Linked DNA regions of Mus musculus: regions 2 and 3 are each linked to region 1. The links are chromatin contacts, called in public Hi-C and HiChIP or PLAC-seq maps. All regions are on one chromosome and are shown on one strand. The core of a region is the stretch at or near the end of the contact, and the rest is flanking DNA. Distances in the headings are between cores, read along the strand shown.

The links. Hi-C and Micro-C count contacts between places; a contact is called where the count stands out from the background. HiChIP or PLAC-seq counts read pairs in DNA pulled down with a chosen protein or histone mark.
Region 2: a Hi-C map of bone marrow-derived macrophages shows a contact between it and region 1, with 26 read pairs. The contact joins two enhancer-like sites. A contact is called at or near these places in 3 of 484 Hi-C or Micro-C datasets (LSK cells, bone marrow-derived macrophages and nephron progenitors), 5 of 115 datasets of contacts at active chromatin or transcription factors (CD4 T cells, DN3 thymocytes, the HPC-7 cell line and 2 more) and 1 of 9 other capture datasets (embryonic stem cells).
Region 3: a contact with region 1 is called in an H3K27ac HiChIP or PLAC-seq map of acute myeloid leukemia, with 5 times the contacts expected there. The contact joins two enhancer-like sites. A contact is called at or near these places in 1 of 15 datasets of contacts at CTCF or cohesin (the NIH/3T3 cell line), 9 of 484 Hi-C or Micro-C datasets (CD8 T cells, the N1E-115 cell line, bone marrow and 6 more), 9 of 115 datasets of contacts at active chromatin or transcription factors (CD8 T cells, Th17 cells, acute myeloid leukemia and 6 more) and 1 of 9 other capture datasets (embryonic stem cells).

Annotation. Positions count from the first base shown.
Region 1 is chr10:117,871,307-117,874,006 of GRCm38.p6, forward strand. No RefSeq gene overlaps it. Among named protein-coding and RNA genes, the nearest start is that of Gm32605, 4.0 kb to the right of the region's middle. Within about 2 kb of position 1,400, at least 18 of the 459 cell types and tissues checked have an H3K27ac peak or open chromatin away from gene starts, as enhancers often do. A contact at or near this core is called in the N1E-115 cell line, Th17 cells, acute myeloid leukemia and 3 more, where this site is marked.
Region 2 is chr10:118,048,959-118,051,788 of GRCm38.p6, forward strand. The region is part of intron 1 of Gm32663 (a long non-coding RNA gene); the gene reads left to right. Among named protein-coding and RNA genes, the nearest start is that of Gm32663, 37 kb to the left of the region's middle. Within about 2 kb of position 1,448, at least 96 of the 459 cell types and tissues checked have an H3K27ac peak or open chromatin away from gene starts, as enhancers often do. A contact at or near this core is called in bone marrow-derived macrophages, where this site is marked.
Region 3 is chr10:118,101,903-118,104,602 of GRCm38.p6, forward strand. No RefSeq gene overlaps it. Among named protein-coding and RNA genes, the nearest start is that of Mdm1, 39 kb to the right of the region's middle. Within about 2 kb of position 1,344, at least 340 of the 459 cell types and tissues checked have an H3K27ac peak or open chromatin away from gene starts, as enhancers often do. A contact at or near this core is called in the N1E-115 cell line, Th17 cells, acute myeloid leukemia and 3 more, where this site is marked.

The DNA.
Region 1 (2,700 bases), core at 150-2,649:
GAGTTGATGGTCAGCTGGATCGCACAACAACATAACCCGCAAGCGTAAATTAAAGATACAGGCTGTGTCCCTTACCAGAATATCTATTCTATTCCTGGCTTTCTTTGTTCCCCTGAGGTACTTGGAACAGAACCCAGGAGCTCACACCTGCTAGGCAAATGCTCTATTGCTGCCTTATAAACTTATCTATTTCTTAAATCATTTACTTATAATTAGGTAATTAATTATTACAACATATATGTTATATATAACTATTATTTATTCTTTTCTAATACTCACAAATATATACAACAAAATTTCCAGACCAGTGGTTCACAACCTTCCTAATGCTGTGACCCTTTAATATAGTCCCTCATATTGTGGTGACCCCCTATACTATAAAATTATTTTGGTTGCTACTTCATAACGGTAATTTTGCTGCTGTTATGAACTGTAATGTAAATATCTGATGTTCATGATATCTGATGTGTGGCCCCTGTGAAAGGGGTCTCCACACGCCGGTTGAGAATCGCCATTCTGGACCATGAAGAATCGCTGTAAGAGAAGACACCGATTAGCAAGGGAATCTCTGCCTATGTCTGTTTTATCCCTTAAACACTGAACAAACTACCATGTCTGAGATGCGTGGTGAGTCTTAAGCTACCCGAAGCCACACTGATAGCAAATGAAGTCAAGTGGCTCACTGCTAGTTCATTCAAATTGCTTTCAAAATGGAAACGTTGAGCACAGGGGTTGGGCTGCTTGGCAGGATGAAATTTGTAAATTTGAAGCCAGTTTGGGTTATGCATCAAGTTCAAGGCCTTCCTGGATTGTATAGCAAGATTGTGCCTCAAACAAACAAACAAACAAACAAAAAACCCAAACTGACAAAATAAATAATTTAAACCAAAGCCAAACAAGATTTAAACAACATAGCCTATTGTGAATGTATCATTTCTACTGCATTATTAATATTTTTTTAACTTCATGGAAAAAAATTTGGAGACAAAAATCTCAGGTAGCCCAGGCTAGCCTCCAACAAGCTATTTAGTTAGAGATAACTTTGAACTGTTGATCCTCCTGTCTCTCCCTCTGAGTGTTGGGATTGCGAGACTACATCACTTTGCTAGCCTGGTTTTGAAGCAGTACTGGGGATCAAAGTCAGGGCTTCCTGCATCTAAGCAAGTATTCTCCAGCTCAGGTCTTCATTTTAAAGACAATCTAGTTCGAAGGAAAAAGAAGTGACTCAAATCTAAGAGAGCATTATATAGACTCGGTGCGGGAGGCGAGTGGGGGTGGGTGGGTAGCGGAAGCAGTCAGGGTCATATGATCAGCAATGGCGTCATTACAGAGTCTGTCCAGCACATTGCTTTCGCCCTGTGTTCTTCTCCAGCCGGTAGATCTGATAACCGTCCCTTCCCCAGGCTTGCCTGGAAAGGCAAGCTTGCTCTGGAGCTGGGTAATCTCATTTGTGGGAGTGCAACTTCCACTCTGGGGACAGCTCACCAAAGCAGCAAAGAGTTTACTTAATTTGTCCTAAACCACGTAGTCATTTCAATAGAAGCCTGAAACTAAGCCCAGAACTGGCAATTCTTTCAGGGGACAGCCCTGCCTCACCATGTACGCCATTTCGTCATACTGCTTGTCTGGTTTTCCACATCCACAAACTTGCAGACTCTCTATTTTCTACTTTGGCGGCAACACATTTTATTTCCAGTAAAGCCACTCATTTCCCGTTGTCATTTGTAGAAGGAGACCAGTTTATTCTTTCATCCTAAGAACTGAGATTTGATACCTACAAAAAATGTGTGAACGGTTCTTCTTCCCTCCACAAGATGTTTCCTTTCTTTTTTATCCATCCCCCTCCCCGACCTGTTGGAGGCAGAGTCTCTCTGTAGCTCAGGCTGGTCTTGAACTTAAAATCTTTCTATTTCAGTCTTCTGAGGGCTGGGATTATAGGCACGTGCCATCAATTAATTATGGGCTGAGGCAATTAATGTTTCTAACAGCAGCAGTTTTTTAGAAATTTGATGTTAGTGGCTCTAACCCTTTGCTATAGTGGGAAGCCTTTTTTTTTTCCTCTTCCCCTTTTGATGATTCATTCTCTGTGTCTGTCTCTGCCTCTCTCTCACCCTTCCTCTCCTTTCTTCGTTCTTTCTTCTCTTCTCTTCTCATCCTTTCCCTTCCTTTCATTCGTGAGATTAACATCTTACGATAAAAATCAAATGACAGAGATGGAAACTCAGCCAGGGTCTTAAAACGCCTAAACACTTTCCCCCAAAAACCATGACCAACCTGGATTCAGAGTACTCTCACGTTCCACAGTCGAGGTCACAGACAATTATTTGATACTGAAGATAAAGGTATAGCCTAGTTACCAAATGTCAAAGGGACACGTGGGTAGGTGAGAGGCACGCCGCCCCCTCCCAACCCCCCCCCCCCCCCCATAGCTCACTTGACAAACGGTTAGCAATTTTGGTGGCAAATACTCAAGGGCATGCTATTTAAAACAGACCTTCTTTAAAGCTCCTTGGTGTGAAGTGGGTCATTGTTCACTTCCCCGTGTTCCGAGACAGCCTTCTGAACAAAATTTATGACTTTAGAAGTTGAAAATTAAGTTCACCCCGGCAAGTAACGGTGTCGGCCATTACTCCATCTTATTACGAATCTCTTAAAGCATTTATAGAGGTGAAGGGAATATGCCTTTATAGAGTTTGGCTT
Region 2 (2,830 bases), core at 198-2,697, 180 kb after region 1:
ATGCTAGTCAAAATTCCCTCACACCATGAGTAGCTCAGCAGCTGGCTGGCCAGTATCTCCTAGTGGATGAATCGATTGTTCCTAGGGTGCCGGGGAGACTTTCCCAACCCAATCAGGTCCGCTGCTATGCAGCTCTCTGAAAAGTAGGCAGCACATTTAGCAGAGCCAAGAGAGAAGTCTCAGATCCTTCATGACAACCGCGGGCTGCAGGATTAATCAAACCTGGAGTTTTTGGACCTCCGATTTTCTTGTTTTTAATAAACACACTTACGGTTGAAAGTGGGTGGAGTTGGTGTGTGATGAATCGGGACTTGATTTTGCTGACACAGGTATCTGTGAGTTCCCACGTAGGAGAGGGAGGGAGATCTATACTAGGACCGGATGGAACAATGGCAAATGGAAATATTCAGTTGGTGCTCAGGAAGAGAAGAGTGACCATAGAGGAGCCTGGAGTACCATCCGGGTTGGAAAAGAACTCTGTCCTGTCTCCGAGAGGAACAGGATGCTGGCAGGGCTGCTGGTGCCCTTGCCAAGGAGGCTGAAGTTCAGGGCAGTGTTCCAGGAGGAACAGGCGCCCGAACGTGGGTCAGGAAGCCAAGGCATGGGGAAGATTGCTCTGCCAGGTTTTGGGACTGCGCTGCCAGGGTCCAGCGCAAAAGTTATATATAGAGAGGCCAGTCGGAGAAAAAGGAAGCACACAGAGAGCCGATAGACTGTAGAGGACTGGACTAGGTGGTGAACAAGGGTAAGGCTCCCAGGATCCTACAAGGCAGGAGCAGAATTGGTTCAGATGAGACAGAATGCTGGTGGCTTTCCGAAACCGCCACAGATCGGGCTGAGAAATGCAGGAAACATTCTTTTTGCAAACAGTCTTGGCCCATTTTCTTGGTATTGTTATAGAACTGCTTAGTTTTCTTCCTAAACCCTTAAAAGAAGTATCGTGGGGCTGGAGAGATGGCTCAGCAGTTAAGAGCACTAACTACTCTTCCAAAGGTCCTGAGTTCAAATCCCAGCAACCACGTGGTGGCTCACAACCATCCGTAATGAGATCTGACGCCCTCTTCTGGTGCGTCTGAAGACAGCTACAGTGTACTTACATGTAATAATAAACAAATGTTAACAACAACAACAACAACAATAACAACAGAAGTATCATCCCTCCCACCACTGCCTCTGTATTGCGTTTGATATGTGATCCTCTGAAAAGGGCTCCCTCCTCCCTCATTCGAGAAAGGTTCCAAGGTTACTTGCTTATCTGCTGCCGGCAATTTGGGTCCTGTGTGGCACACCCCTTGCTTGCAGTGTGATTTCCATTAGTCATTTCCCCCCTTCTTTCTTTTCTTTGCTCATTCAGTTACCAAGTCATCTGCAGGCTGATTCTTTGGACTCTTATAATTGGATGGTCTGAGGAGGTAGCTTCAGAATAAGGAAATCTGTTGTGGTCACTGCATTCTTTGGAGACCTCAGAGCATCAATTTCTCTCTGATTCAGCCAGGAAGTCTGTCTTCCTTTGGACTGTGGTGGCTGATGTCATGAGAGATGATTTTTGTCTAGTCAGCGGGCTGAGCTCTGTGGCAGCATTAGTACCAGAACGTAGTGATGGTGTCGAATGAAAGAAGAAACCATGAAGGGTGTGGTTCCTCCTTGGCTGTGCCCCATTCCTCATTTCTAATAAGGTTCAGCTTCTTTCACCTCAATTCAGTGTGATGCTTCAGAAAGTGAGCAGAGGATACGGTTTCCTGCAATGCAGGAAGCTACATAGGGGCTGGAGAGATGGCTCAGCAGTTCAGTATTTGCCTGCTCTTGCAGAGGTCCAGCATCCACATCAGTGGGCTTACAACCTCCTGTACTTCAATTGCAGGGGATCTGACAACCTCTTCTGGCTTCTGTGGACACTTGCAGGCATCCACATAAACATACCAACACACACACACACACACACACACACACACACACACACACACACACACACACACACAGAGAGAGAGAGAGAGAGAGAGAGAGAGAGAGAGAGAGAACACCTTTTTTTAAAGTACCATTACAAAGTCATAAATTAAATATGAAGTCGGAAAACATTTGCAGTTTAGTGAACAAGGTCTCATCTTCTTTATGTATAGAACTTTCTCATAAGTTAATAGGAAAAAGGCCACAAGTCCAATGCGAAAAATGTGTAAAATAAAATAAAATCCACAGAAAAGAGGATGTCCTTGTTAAACACATTAAGAGATAGCTAGCTTTATACGGCTGTAGTTAGGAATCAAATTGCTCCAGATAGTCATTTTTACTGTTGCAGGGTAGCAGTTCTCAACCTTCCTGATGCTGTGACCCTTTAATACGGTTCCTCAGGTTGTAGTGACCCCAGCCATAAAATTATTTCTGTTGCTGTTTCATAATTGTAATTTTGCCACTTTTATGAATTGTGGTATAGATCTCATAGTGTAAATATTCTGGTGTCTAGGGTGAACCCTGTGAAAGGGTCATTTGACTCCCAAAGAGTTGGGACCCTGAAGTCGGGCACCACTGTTGCATGGTGAGAAGGAAGTCAAATGTGAACAGATATGAGGAGATTGGTGTTCTCAGACATTACCAGTGGGGTAATAAACTTGTATAACTTCACGAACAGTTATTTGGAATCAGCCTTTAAAATTGTGTATATCTTGAATACTTCACCTCATGAACGCCATTGTCAGAATTTATTCTATAGACTTATTTATCTAGAGTGATTGAAATGCTCACAGTGTTACAGTAAGAGCAGAAGATTTGAAACAATGCAAATATTTGTCAACAGGGAAGTAGTTAAGTAAATTATGGGCATCCTATACAATGAAAT
Region 3 (2,700 bases), core at 94-2,593, 230 kb after region 1:
TGAGGAAGAAGCAGGGGTGTGGTGTTTGTGCGTGTTGGGGCAGGGGAGGTAGAGGAAGTTAGATTCTGTTATGAGAGGCTAAGTAAAGGTATCATACCGGGGTGAGCATTTCTAGGAGATACTTGGATATACACTAAAGGCCTGGGGGAGGAGAATGGAGACAGATATTTTATCAAAGGACCATCAGCACAGTAAAGCCACACAGGAGATGAGGTAAATGTAGTGAGTTAAGGGTGGACGAGGAGATGCCTCAAGGACAGAGACTATTTGAGGAGAGGAAGTTACAGCCTGGGAACCAAGAGTAGCCAGGAGCCAGGCTGAGACCCAAGGACAGTGCTCGAAGTAGCAGACAAGAGAAGAGTGTCCCCCTCCCATGAGAAAGGAAGTGCTTCCCCCTATCTTTGTACACATATACACATAGTATATTTTATGTATGCACACATACATATTTTATGTGAGGATATATAGATATATCCTCACATAAATATATATATTAATATTACAGATGATGCAACGGGCCTTACCAGGAATACTGTTTTTGGGGGTGGGTACTGAGAATCAAAGCTAGAGCCTTGCACATGGTAGACGAGTGATCTATTATTGAGCTATCTCCTAAATTTTTATTCTGAGGCAGTGTCTCTGCTGTTCAGCTAGTCTTGGGCTCATGCAGTAGCCCAAGTCTGGCTCTTTTGAAAAAAATGTCCTTCTGAGATACTATTCTGAATGACAACCAAGTATTCATTCTCTCTCTCTCTCTCTCTCTCTCTCTCTCTCAGTGTTTTCGAGACAGGGTTTCTCTGTATAGCCCTGGCCGTCCTGGAACTCACTTTGTAGACCAGGCTAGCCTTGAACTCAGAAATCTACCTGCCTCTACCTCCCGAGTGCTGGTATTAAAGGCGTGTGCCACCACAAGTATTCTATCTTTATAAATGACCATGAGAACAACATTCTATAGACACACCTGGTGTTTCTTCAGGCTAAATTCCCCAAGTGTAGACAAGACAACCTTTAAGGCTTTTGATACATGCTTTTAAATTGCCTCAGAAGGAGAAGTTTCTGGCAGGATGGTACCCCCCCCCCCGCACCCCGCACCACCCCCCCCCCCCCCCCCCGCCAGCAATCAGTTGAAACCATGTATCTGGTTTTATCTGGTTGTCACTATCACCATTCAAAATTGTGCGGGGGTTGGGGGGAGGATATGCCGTCTCGTTTCTACTTTATTTCCACTTGCATGACTTGATTACATTATGGAACCATGTCAGTCGTCTGTGTAAGCAGGGGGGTTGCTGAGGAGGGAGAAAGGCATGGTCTGAGCCAGTCTCCAGGGTGAGGGGTGGAGCAGATCTTTGTCAGCCCACACGCTGAGGTTCCCACAGCTCAAAGCTTCCTCCCTCTCGGTCGGCTTCCTGCGCCGCCCAGCCTAAGAAAGGGCGTGGTCACAGAGAAGCGGAGCATCTCTCCTCCGCCAGCCAGGCGCTCTGCTCACTTGCTAGGGGTGGAGGCTGTGTTGCCTTGTGAACCGCTGTCCACATTGCCCAATAGAACAACAAACACGGGCCAGGGCACAGGGGCGGCAGGCCCTGCATCCTGCGTCCTTTCCTCACAGGGCGGAGTCATTTCAGCTCCTGAGATTCCTTCATACAGCCTTGCTGGGCGTGAGCCCAGCAGAAGGGGAAAGACTGTTGTGAAATTGTGGGAGGACACAGCATCTCTGTTGGTGACAAGGGACAATTGCATCATGCTGTTAGGCTGCGATGTGGAAATCACAGATGCCCAGGAGATAGGAATCTTAAGAATGTGTGGGACATACAGATAGATGCCCCCCAAATGGGGACTGTGACCGTCTTTTATGAGCTATTTCTTATTTCACAACTTATTTCATAACCATCAGTTGGAACAACAACAACAACGACAAAAACCTTAAAAATGCAATTCAAGAGTTGTCTAAACAGCACACACGTCTGAGACGGGTTCTGTGAGAACCAAGAATGATTCTCGAGAAGAAAAGACCCTCAGACGACCCAGGTTCCAAATCCAAAGGAAAGCATTCTGTGAGGAGTGAAACGAAAATGGAAAAAGTTCAGTAGAGAACACGCTGTTGTCCAGTTTTTCGTTTGTTCGTTCATTTTGTTTTTCTGATAAGGTCTTGTGCCCTAGCACTGACTGTCCTGGAACTCACTACGCAGATGAGGCTGGCCTTGAATTCTGCCTCTTCCTGCTCTGCTGGGATTAAAGGCATAACACCACCAGGCCTGGTGCTTTTTAAATCATAAAGCAATGTACTGTTGTTATAAATGTGTCCCATTTAGCGGACTGAAAACGCTGAGTCACGGGAAGTAAAAGTTAGCTTCCTCCCGTCCTGTCAGGTCACTACCACCCTCCAATAACTTGGTGTCTATTTTCTAGAGACTTTATAATGCAACTTAAAATATTTATAATTATAATGTATGTACATTATAAGTTATTATATGTGTGATGTAGGTAATTATAGCATTTACGATGTTAGAGCATAGATGGTATTCATTAATCAAAGTATACTTTTGCTTTGATTATTTTTTCCATTAATTATTGTGTTTGTGAGAAAGAGAGTGGGTGTCACAGACCCTGTGTGGTGATCAGAAGACAACTTGTAGGAGTCACTTCTCTCCTACCATACACGGTGCTCCAGCTATCTAACTCCGGTCACCAGGTTTGGTGGCA